Regions from separate parts of the Sus scrofa genome. Here region 1 is linked to region 2. Evidence: chromatin contacts called from public HiChIP or PLAC-seq data. All regions are on one chromosome and are shown on one strand. The core of a region is the stretch at or near the end of the contact, and the rest is flanking DNA. Distances in the headings are between cores, read along the strand shown.

The links. HiChIP or PLAC-seq counts read pairs in DNA pulled down with a chosen protein or histone mark.
Region 1: an H3K27ac HiChIP or PLAC-seq map of alveolar macrophages shows a contact between it and region 2. The contact joins the enhancer-like site here to the promoter of LOC110261101 in region 2. A contact is called at or near these places in 2 of 5 promoter capture datasets (fetal liver and liver), 6 of 47 Hi-C or Micro-C datasets (embryonic fibroblasts, fetal heart ventricle, liver and 1 more) and 2 of 2 datasets of contacts at active chromatin or transcription factors (alveolar macrophages and skeletal muscle).

Annotation. Positions count from the first base shown.
Region 1 is chr6:75,098,453-75,104,400 of Sscrofa11.1, reverse strand. It overlaps SPEN (msx2-interacting protein), which reads right to left. Exons shown (of 16, transcript XM_021095393.1): 11 at 953-5,948; 12 at 337-950. Among named protein-coding and RNA genes, the nearest start is that of ZBTB17, 43 kb to the left of the region's middle. Within about 2 kb of position 3,075, at least 7 of the 83 cell types and tissues checked have an H3K27ac peak or open chromatin away from gene starts, as enhancers often do. A contact at or near this core is called in alveolar macrophages, where this site is marked.
Region 2 is chr6:74,999,532-75,004,938 of Sscrofa11.1, reverse strand. LOC110261101 reads left to right here and starts at 2,519. Exons shown (of 1, transcript XM_021095392.1): 1 at 2,519-4,726. The coding sequence starts at 2,815. The coding sequence ends at 3,381.

The DNA.
Region 1 (5,948 bases), core at 1,826-4,325, 99 kb before region 2:
GGTCAGCTGCAGGGCCATCTCCTGTCGCCAGGCCCCCCAGAAGGAGCTTTAACATGATGGGTGTGCCCATGGGCATTCAGGATTGAGGATTCTGGTAAGAGATCACCTCTCCCCAGTCCTGTCCCCCAAAATGGTCACCTCTTCCCTGCCTTCTCACCCATGCAGGCAAAAGCCAGCACTCTACCCACTCCCTGGGTTCTCCAAGCTGTGATCTGATCCCTTCAGCCCCACACTGAGAACGCTCCTCTTTAAATCCACAAGAACAACACACGTCAGGGACCTTGCTGGCACCTCCCCCACTATCTGGACCGGAAGCCAGATCCCGGGCACGCTCACCTGAGTGGGAGCCTTGGTCCGGGGAGGCAGGCCGATGGAGGCAGCAGCTGGAAACTGCGTGTGTGTGAGCTGCGCCGGGCTGTGGTAGGTGCGGATGTCTCCGTACCTGTACTCCTGAAACAGCTCCCCGCTGGAGTGCACGATCTGCACCCCGTGGGTCACCACCACGGGCGGGGTCAGGGGCAGCCCCTGGAGCTGGTTGCTGGGGGTGACTGTGAGGATGCGGGCCTCACCGTGAGAGGCTGGGGCGGGGGCAGCTTTGGCATCTGCCGTCTTGGCAGCATCTTTCACTGGCTGCTGAGGGGCCTTGCTGGCTGGGGGCACCTTCACCACCCCATCTGCTGCCCGGGGCTGCTCGCTGACCGCCGTCACGTGAGGATGCACCATGATCCTCACATCCCGCGGCACGGTGTATGGGTGCAGTCGGTACTCGGACTGCATGACCAGCACCTCCGACTGCACAGGGGCTGCAGCTCGAGCAACAGGGAGATGATAATGCACCTCTTCCTCAGGAGGGTGCTGGGAGGCCAGGGCGGGCACACCGGCCGGGGCTGGCTGGGGGGTGCCTGCACGCTGCGGGGCCCGGACCTCTACCTGCTGGGGCTGCAGGGGGCCCGAGGAGAGTGAAGCGTCTCTGGCCGGATGCTGTAGGTGATGCTGGGCAACGTGGGCGTGCTCATCCTCACCTCGCCCTGCGACAGGTGGCCGAGGGACACAGTCTGGGTGATGCTGTGGGGCGGCATGATGACAGACTGCTCTGGGTGAATGCTAGAGATGAACTGAGGCACAGGGATGCCTGCAGCCAGCATGACTGTGGCGTTGGTGGAGAGCGCGGTGGACGTGGTGCTGCTGGGGTGGCACGCCCTGGGGAACGGGGTCGGAGCTGGCCCGCTAGGTCGAGGGGAATGGGCATCTGGCTTTGTGGCCGCTAAATGGGAGACAGTTCGATCTGTCGGGGTGCTGGGCCCCGAAGAGACATGGTTCACTTCCGCAGGCAGTTTGCTGGGCAGCGCAGGAGGGTGGTGGGGAGTAAGAGTGGAGCCCAGGTTCGCCGGTTGAAGGACCTTGGTCTCTATTTTGAGGGTGACAGGGTCAGCGAGCTTTTTGTTAGTGGTGACTATGCTTGGGGTGAGGACCAGCTGGTTGTGCACCAGCACCGGGGGTGTGTTTATGCCCTGGGTGAGGACCTTCACTGTGCCGCCCTGGGTGACAGGTGTGGACACAGAGAGGTGGATGGGCTCAGGCTTCTCCAAGGACGGCCGGTCGGCCTTGACAGATGAAATCACGGGAGATGCATTATACGTCTGGGCAGTCAGTACCAGGGTCGAATGCGTGGCCACGTTTGCGTAGCCCGAAGGAGCCTGAGGGCCTTTGGGTGGAGGCTGCGATGGCGGGACGGAGTCAGGTTTGACCTGGGATTTGGACACCGACTGTTGGAACTCAATGTCCATTGCACTTGCTGGGGGGATCTGGCTAATCTTGGCGCTGATCCGCTGCGGGCCTTCCGTCTTCTGCCCCGAATAGCTCAGGAGTACAACCCCTTCTGAAGTGTTCACGCGCAGCCCAGTGCCAGAGGCCGCGTCTGCCGGGCGGTCGTCAATCACCGACATAGACCCTGGGTGGAACCGACTGTTGTCATTAGAGCTGGATCTCTGTTTGCACTTTGCCGAAGGTGCGATCACTGCACCTGCCACAGTCACAGCACCTGTTGTTGCGGCAGTCACAGCCCCAGAGGCAGCAGTCACGGCGCCTGCCGTGACTGTCACTGTGCCTGGGGTGGCACTCACCACGCCGGTGGCAGCGCTCACTGTGCCCACGGTGGCGTTCACTGGAGTGGTGAGAACGTTCACAGGGCCTGTGAGAACGTTTACGGGTCCCTTCAGGACATTCACGGGGCCAGCAGGAGTGTTCACCAAGCCCTTCAGCGTGGCCACTGGGCCCTTCCCGGGGCCTTTCAGGGCGGTCACCGGGCCAGTCAGAGCATTCACTGGGACCAAGGAGACATTCACCAGGCCAGTCAGGGCGCTCACCAGGCCAGTCAGGGTTTGAGGAGCTGGTTTGGCCAGAGTTATCTTTTGGGAATTTTCCAAATCAATGCTGACAGGCATCCGGCTAATAACAGAAGTAATTTTGGGAGCAATGACTGGAGTCACCTTTTCTTTGTCTGTGGCCACTGGAACCTCTGAGGCCTGTGTGTCAGTGGTGTTAGTTACTGGAGCTGCCGGTTTTTCTTCTAAAAGAGGCTTTTTGGATTCAATTGGAGGGGGCAATGCCTCATGCAGGCAAGGGGTGGCACTGACAGGCTCTGCAATGGCCGTTGTGACACTTGTGGAAGTGACACCCGTGGCAGATACGTATTTCGGGTCCATGAGGATCTTCCGCAGTGTACTGGAGCTGGTGTCTATGTCAGAGGCCTTTGTGTCTGGGGGAAGGGCCGGAGACGGCGTGGACTGTGCCCGAGGCTCCTCCTGCCTCGTGATCCACTCTGTCACCTTGGCTGGGGGGCTCTGGTGTGGGATCCCCGCAGTAGTGACAGGGGCTGGGAGTTTTGCTATAGTGACAGAAGGAATGGGGGGTGTGGGCATGCTTGAGTCACTGGGCGGGGTCACTGGGTCACTCTCTATGATGGAATGCACCTTGAATCTGGCTTGAGGCTCCTCATCTGAGGGGGCTGGCTGTGAGGGAGGGAGAAGGTCTGGGAGCACAGTCGCTTTGGCTGGAGTCTTTTCCTCAACACTGCTTTCTTGGGACAAAGTCTCCTGGGGTGGAGTCTTGCTTGGGTCAGAAGCACATGACTCAGGGGGAGTGGACTGGGGTTTGTCACTCTGCTTTTCCTCCTGTGGAGTTTCTGGGGCTTGTATTACTATTCCCTCATCTGTTGCAGGGCTCTTGCTTTGAACTTGGTCAGGTTCAGAGACATGGTTCTCTGTAGTGCCCCCTGTTTTCTTGTTTGCGTTCCTTTTGCGACGCGATCGAGTTATCTTCTGGCGCCCTTTGTCTTTCCGAGCAAGAGTAACTTCTGCTTCTTTTGATCCTTTGGCTTCTGGCACTGGATGGGAGGTTTCACTACTGTTTCCTCTGGCTTCCTTGGCATCTGCTAGGCCTGCTGAGGAGTCAGGCACACTGCCTGGTGGCTTAGAAGATTCTGTAGCAGCTTCAGTCTCCAAGATGCCAGACACAGCCTCATGCATCTCAGGCTCCAGTCCTTCCTCAGGAGGCTGCAGGGCTGTCTGAGATTCTGCAGGGTAAGGGGGCGGTGCTGGGAAGTTTTCTGGTTCTCCAGAAAAGTCATTGATGATGGAACCGATGGCCGCAGCCAGCTCTGTTTCGCTGGCTTGGTGTGCGGGCTTGTCCCTGTCCCCTGCAGAGAGGCCCTCTGAGGCATCTGCAGCTGCCGCCTTGAAAGCCGAGGGGGTGGAGGTCTCTGTGAGCTTCTCAATGTTCTCCACTGCTTGCTCCAGCTCCATCTGCTTGGCTAACTGATTGGCTTCCGGCGATGCCTTAGAGGCAGACACATCTTCCTTCTCTGGCTCCTTGTTGGGCTCGGCAGGCTCCCTGCTCAACAGTGATGATGAACTACCCTCCTTCTGAGGGCTCTCGCTCTTCTCAGAGGAGACTCCCACAACCCCAGCCTCCTTCTCCACGGGCAGCCCCACAGGGCTGGCCGCCACAGTGGGACTTACAGTGGCTTCCACATTTTTCAGATTTGCAGATTTGTCCGCCGCTGACCTAGAGTTTCGAGATCTTCCTCTCTTTGACTTGGAGTTTTTCTCAGGGGCTGTTTTCTTCTCCACCATTTCAACTGGGGGGGCTTCAGGTGGATTTCTGTCTGTGCTTACTTCTTTTCTGTCACGTTTCTGTTCACTTCCTGCTTCTTCTTTATCAGCCTTGGATCTCGTGTTATTTTCTTTCACATTTACTTGGGGACTCACCTCACTGGTGGCCTCAGGACGTTCGGCATCAACTTTCGGTTCATTTTTCCCCTTTTTCCCTTGCTGGCCACCAGCAGCTACTTTTTGGGATCGTGGAGATCGCCATCCCTCGGCTGGTTTGACTGTCTCCACTGGTTCTTTTGCCTCAGTCTCGTCATCTTCGTCAGCTCGACGGCGTGTTTTCGGAGGCCTCCCCCTCCTAGGGGTTGTGGGAGCTGCTGCCGCCTCCTGAAGCTCCCGCTCCAGTCTCTTCCTGGTCACTCGGGGTTGCTCAACAGGCTCCTTGACTGGAGAGCGGCTCTCATGGTCACCCATGGTTGCGTAGACACTCCTTACATTCCGGCGCCTGGTTCGGCTGAGGGGCAAGCTTGGCTCAGGTTGTTCATGGTCTGCGGCTGAGTTTTTAGAGGCAGTTCTGGTAATCTTCTCTGCCTCCATCTTCAATTCTAAAAGCTTCTGTGCCTCTCCCCGAGGAGAACTGGACCGCTTAAGCTTTTCGCGGTCTATCCGCTCACTCTTCCTTGTGACCGGCTTCTCCACGATGCCTGCTGCAGCTGCCTGAACGGGGGTCTTGGAACGTTTACTTTTGTTCGGTTTTTTATCTTTTGCAGCCACTGGAGGATCAACCTCTACATCTTCAGTAGCCGGAGGCAGAACTTCAGGAACAACTTCGGCTGTTGGATTTGCACTAGGTTCAACATTAGCAGCTGAGTCTGGCTTCTCCACTTTTGGCTCATCGGCTTCCTCGGGCTTCTGAATCGGTTTTGAAGGTGTTTGGGTTTTGCCAGGTTCTTGATCTACACTGAGCTCTACCTGGGAAAATGAGGCCCCGGGAGTTGGAGGCTTGGCATCCAGATAAGGCAGCTGATCAACTGATGAACTTTCCTCAACAGCTAAAGGAGTCTCAGCAACATCTTTCCTGGTGTCCCCTCCTGGAGGTGAGTCCACTTGTTCAGGCTGTTGTTCCACAGCGATGGGAGCAGGTTCAGAGACGGGTTTTGCTTCTTCCGAGACAGAGGCTGGCTCCGTGGTCTTCTCTTCTGTCACTGAGGGCACTTCCCCTGTTTTTTCAGCAGCTGTCTTCTCCAGTGATGATGATGCCGACTCTGGAGCTACAACCGTGACACTAGGAGGTCCAATCGAAGACAGAGTTTTCGGTTCCAACTCTTTATTCTCAGAAGCAGATTCGGGGGTCTTGGGATGATCCTCTGTATCGTCCTGCTTCTCCATCTCTTTGGGTTTTTGGTCTTTTTCTTTTTCTTTCTGTTGCATTCGTGTGAGTTCTACAAACCTGCTGTGGAAAAGAACTACTGGCTCTTGAATGAAATCACTCGTGCTATTCACTCCATCAGATGTCTGCCTCCCGTACAACCTGCCAGAAACAAAGTCGGATTCTTCATCTTTTCTTTCTAGATGCTGCAGTCGCTTGGAATCTTGTTCAAAGATTGAGCTGTGTAAAAAACGGGAAGCAAATAACTCTTGTCTTTCCTGTTCTTCTTCTTTATGGTCATCTTTTTTATCATCCATTTTTCCTTCTGAATCAGTCCGAATTTTCTTCTTTTTCATGTACCAGGATGGAATAGGTCTTGGAGCAGAGTCTACCTTTTCTTTATCTTTGTTGTTCCGAAAATTAGCAAATCGGGAATCCCAATCGAGAAAAGACCAGTTTTCCTCTCGAGA
Region 2 (5,407 bases), core at 1,270-3,769:
GATCCGAGCCACACCTGCAACCTACACCGTAGTTCATGGCAACACTGGATCATTAACCCACTGAGCAAGGCCAGGGATGGAACCCTCAACCTTGTCAGATTTGTTACTAGTCAGATTTGTTTCCACTGAGCCATGACAGGAACTCCTCTACGGAATCATTTTTAAATTTATACTTAAACATTTAAATGTCAGTATTTTGATAAAGGAGATAACAGAATTTTTTCAGGCTATATGCTACAAAAGTCTTGGGAACCATCCCTTACAATTCTATTTAGAAAATACTTTGGCTGAAAAGCATTTATCTCAAGATAACTCTCTTTGCTAGATTTACTTAAAACGATATTTCTAAGAAAACAGAACAAGCAGGTCATAACTAAAGATTTCACTGTAGGAGTTCCCATCATGGCACAATGGTTAACGAATCCGACTAGGAACCATGAGGTTGAGGGTTCGGTCCCTGCCCTTGCTCAGTGGGTTAAAGGATCCGGTGTTGCCGTGAGCTGTGATGTAGGTTGCAGACGCGGCTCGGATCCTGCGTTGCTGTGGCTCTGGCATAGGCCGGTGGCTACGGCTCCGATTCGACCCCTAGCCTGGGAACCTCCATATGCCTCGGGAGCGGCCCAAAGAAATAGCAAAAAGACAAAAAAAAAAAAAAAAAGGAATTCACTGTATACTGTTAGCTGGTGGGAGGGGCCAGGTGAGATGAACTAAAAAAAAGGGGTTTGTGTTTTCCCCACCCCTACAAATAATTTAAACACACACTCAAGCCTAAATCCTTTACTTTAAAAAAAATTTTGCCTGAAAAAGTGGCTTTACACCAGGTTACTTTTGTCCTTCATAGTTTTCAACTTAAATGTATTGTTTCCCTCAACATCAGTTTCCCAAGACTCTAATTATCAGATAGCACATAAGTACTTTGATGCTGGAATTCCCATTATGGCTCAGTGGTAACAAACCCAACTAGTCCAAGAGGACTAGGGTTTGATCCCTGGCCCTGCTCAGTGGGTTAAGGATCAGGTGTTGCTGTGAGCTGCGATGTAGGTTGCACACATGCTCTGATCCGCTGTGGCTGTAGCTGTGGCATAGGCTGTCAGCTGCGGCTCGGATTTGATCCCCTAGCCTGGGAATTTCCATATGCTGTGGTGTGGCCCTTTTAAAAACGTGTTTTTTTGATGTTATGCCTATTTAAATTTGCAAAACGTACATAGTCAAAAATTCTCCACCCCTTACTTTGTAGCGTTATCCTTACTGTAGGAAATTTGTTTTAAAGACTCTCATTAACCATAATTTTTTAAGGCAGAATCTCTGATAGATATTCTGAAAATTCAAGGGACTGCTGATCTGGTCGTTTCCAACCCTCAAATAACAGAACAGCCTTGTTAGCAGAGGTAGAACTCTTGCTATTACTCTAATTGCTTGCTAGTACTTCAACAGCCTCAACATAGCTAAGAGTTCTTAGGAATCTGGCACTAACTCAAAATTCTCACCAGGAAAGAAAGATCTCCCTTCTTTAGGACCCATCGGGTGGCTCCGCCCAGAGCGATGACCTAGACTGACCTCGGACTCGGGCGTGGTCAATGGCTCACTAGCACCTGCGGGGAGTTAGCAGGTGCTGAGACCATAAAATGCCAAATAACAACTGCCACATCAGTCTTTACAGCCCCCAAATTGCCCTCTTTGCGAGCAAGCTCCCTCTTTTAAAACCTTACATCTCTGAGGCTCCGAAGGTACATTATACCGCGGTACCGAATATAGGAAGGCAATTACTCCATCAGGGAAACGAAGTTACTTCAAAAAGAAGAGTGGCAAGGAAAGGAAGACCGGACAAGTAGTAGCAAGCTTCCATGAGCCAGGGGACCTTATTTAACCCGCTGGATTTCAAAACGGGGTTGGATGGAAGTGGATTACATGGTAAGGTAAAGAGCCTGGTTGGGAGGCGGGGATTAGTTTTTTCAAAAGCCCACAACCCTGGCAGTAATTTCCAGGGCAGTCCTAAAGGAAGAGGAAAGGAAAACAAAACAATAGGCACCTTAAGAGTAAAGGCGGTTACTATGGTTACCACGCTCCAAGCTCAATTCTGCAAATGGAGACCGAGCGGTACGCCAAGGCCCTTTGTCTGTATCCACGCACCGACCCAGCTGCCAGCCCCGCCAGCCCGAGCAGAGGCTGGTGTCAGGACCAAGGGCAGCGTTCCAAAAAATGAACACCTTTATTTTGGCTTAGTGAGCAAGAACTGCAGTCTGCTCGGAAGCCAGCTGGGCCATCACGCAGTCCCTCGGCCAAGGATGTTTGGAGAAGGGTCCAAACACACTCCAGTCACCAACTCGAGTGAGGATTCATTCTAAACATGGCGCAGGCAGGGGTGGAAAGGGGCCAAGAGACACAGCTCAGCCTCAGCTCTTAAGAAACAAAGGGAAGGCCACTCTCCAGAAAACCCGCTGGAGGTAATTAATAACCCCTCAAAAGGTTAGTTCCGCAAGTGGGAGCAGAGAATACAGTGAGTAGGGAACAACCGAGGTGTTCAGACTCACTTCACATCAAACATATTACCGCTGGCCACGCGGAAAAAGAGCCCGGCACAGACAAGCCGGTGCACAGGCGCGCGGAGCAGCGACTCCCCAGTCTTCTCCCAAAGGCGGGGGAGTTGACCTAACGCGCTTGCGCAACGATGGAACGTTGGGGGAGGGGAGAAAAACTTTTCCCTTCATTGTGAGAGAACCGCCCCGCCCATCACACGGCGAACGCGCGCGCACACGCACCACTCTCACACTCGCACACGCGCTCGCGCTGAGCTTGCCGCCTAGTGCTCCGCGCATGCGCCGGAAGGGGACCGGTGTCCTACCCTGCGGCATTTTCGCGAGTTTCCCTGAGAAGTTTCTGGAAAGACGGAGCCCAAGGGAACCTGGGGGATGGGGAGCGCAGAAAAGGGAGCGTTTGGGAGAGGAAAATTTAAAAAATCTGAAGTACACCGTCGCTGCCTTGCTTCCATCCATCAAGCCACAACCACAGCAAAGCCCAAGCCCACAAGACCTTCACGCCAGGGTGGAAAAGCATGAGGACTGCAGCAGCTGCTCCTTCCTCTGCCCTGAGCCCGGGCATTGCAGGGGGAGGGCAGGGGAGAAAGGTGAAATGCATAAAAAATGCTCACTGGATGTTTGTGGAGTGGAAGCTGACATCCTTGCTTTGGAGCTGCCCTTGCACTCTTGGGCCACCATGGCTCTTCGCTGCGCTCTCGAGTGTGGGCTCAGCGTGTTGGGATTCGACGTGGCCACCGAAGGACGCGTGGGGCTTTGGCCTCCCTTCCATAATTTACCATTACTTGGGGGCCTCTTTGAGCGCCCCCCCCCCTTGCCTGTATTGACTTCGGCGACCTGGAGCTAGAGCTTTGAGCAGGGGAGACCCTAAGGAACAGGCGCTCCCTGCCTGCGAGGGGCCAAGGGGGCATCGTGGGCGGGCAAGGGTCTCCTGGCAGGGTGTGTGGGGCTCAGTGTTTTGCAGCTTGCAAGCTCTTTGAGAGTCTCCAGCAGAAGGGGCCCTTTGGAAGCGTAGAGCCAGCGCAGGCACAAAGGCGCCCGGCTGTTTGGGCTCTAGGGTTGTCGGGCGGGGCGGCGTGGGAAGGCCAGGGTGTCTCCACGCGGCCACGGAGGCGCCCCAGTGCTCTGGGCTCCCAGGTGTCGTCAGAAGGGAGCTGGGGCTGGTATTGCTGCGCTAGAGGGGAGGGGCCTGCGGCGGGCGCCTTTTATTTCTCCTCCAGCTCTAACTGGGGGGGATCAGCTCGGCTGCCATTTTGTGGCGCGGCCGCCATTTCGTGTGGCCGCGGGGGGCAGGGTGATGGGGGAGGGGCGCGCTGCCGGCGGGGAGGGGCGGGGCCGGGCCGACGCGCAGGCTGCCCAAGGAGCGAAGGCGGGCGCGTCCCCTTTGTTCTTTGCCTTTGGGCTTGGGCTCTGCCGCGACCCGCCCCGGACACGCGCTGGGTGCACGCGGCGTGTGAACCTCGGAAAAGCACCGAGAGGCGTGCACGGAGTCTCAAATCCTTTCTGCCTTCTAAGCCCTTCAAAAGTGGGACTTTTCGGGGAGATTCCCCGGTGTGGTGCGTGGTGGCTTAAGGATCCAGGGTTGCCGCTGGCTTGGGGGGCTGATGTGGTGTAGGTTGCAGGGGAAGTTCCACAATGCCACGGGGGCGCAGCCAAGAAAATTTTAAAAATGGGACTTCTCCCCGCCCCCCCTTGCAGTGTGAAAGGGATTGAATTTACGAGGCAGTGCTCAGACCTCAGGAGAGGGAAGCTATAATTTCACCCTGAGAGTGAAGGCGCTTTCTGCAGTAGTAAAGCCGGTGGCATGCTATGCCTTGAGCCACAGTGGCGTTCTGCAAATAGAAGTTAAAATGCAGAGCTGGGAGACCCAACAATGGTGCTCAACGCCAGTGTGTGACCGAGAGGTCGGTCGCTTTAAAAAAAAAAAAAAGACTTTGAAGTGCTGTCAGCCCGTAGGAGAAGCCAGACATTGCGTTTCATTGGCTGGCTGTGAAGCACGCACTGCGCAACTATTTTCAGATCAGGTTTTATAGCCCATTATTTATATCTGAGCTATAAACTGGAACAATAGATTGGAATATGTTATTTCTGCCTATTGAGAACGTCTTCCATTTGACTTCTTTTTAAAAATCCCTTATGAGGATGTAAATAATGAATTGACTCAATAAAATATTATGTGTCTTCCAGTGTCATTTCAAATCCTGAAAGAGCTATTGTTTTCCTGATTTCAACAAATATTTAAATGTGAATCTTGGCATTTTAATCTAAACTTGGCGACTCGAATCAACAAAGCCAGGAAATTCAAGAGTGATGTTAAGTTTGCCTCCTAGGCTTGCTTTTTTTTGCAAGGTATTTTTGTTTAATTTTTTTTACGTTTGTTATTTTTTTCACAGTAGCATGAGTTCATAACCTAGCCAGACTTTTCTGGCTCAAGACTATGGTACCACAGCTATAGTAGGTTTTGTTTGTTTGTTTTAATTTACTACATATAATTATAGGTGGTTGGCTATCTGTTTCAGTAATGGGGTTAAGCTGTAATGATAGGATGGAAGTGCAAAAAATATCTTTGTTGTTGAGGGAACAGATCAGGATTTGATGGCTTCCTGATGAAAAAACAGCTGAGCAGCTGCTGTTAGATTCCAAATTTTGTTTCAGTTGCATTATGGCTAAAAGCACTGCTTGGAGTTTTGATTTTTTTATACCCAAGATTCTTTTTTTTTTTTTTTTTTTTTTTTTTTGTCGTTTTTAGGGCCACACCCAAGACATATGGAGGTTCCCAGGCTAGGGGTCGAGTCTGAGCTGTAGCTGCTGGCCTATGCCACAGCCACAGCGACTCCAAGCCACGTCTGCAACCTTCACCACCATCTCACGGC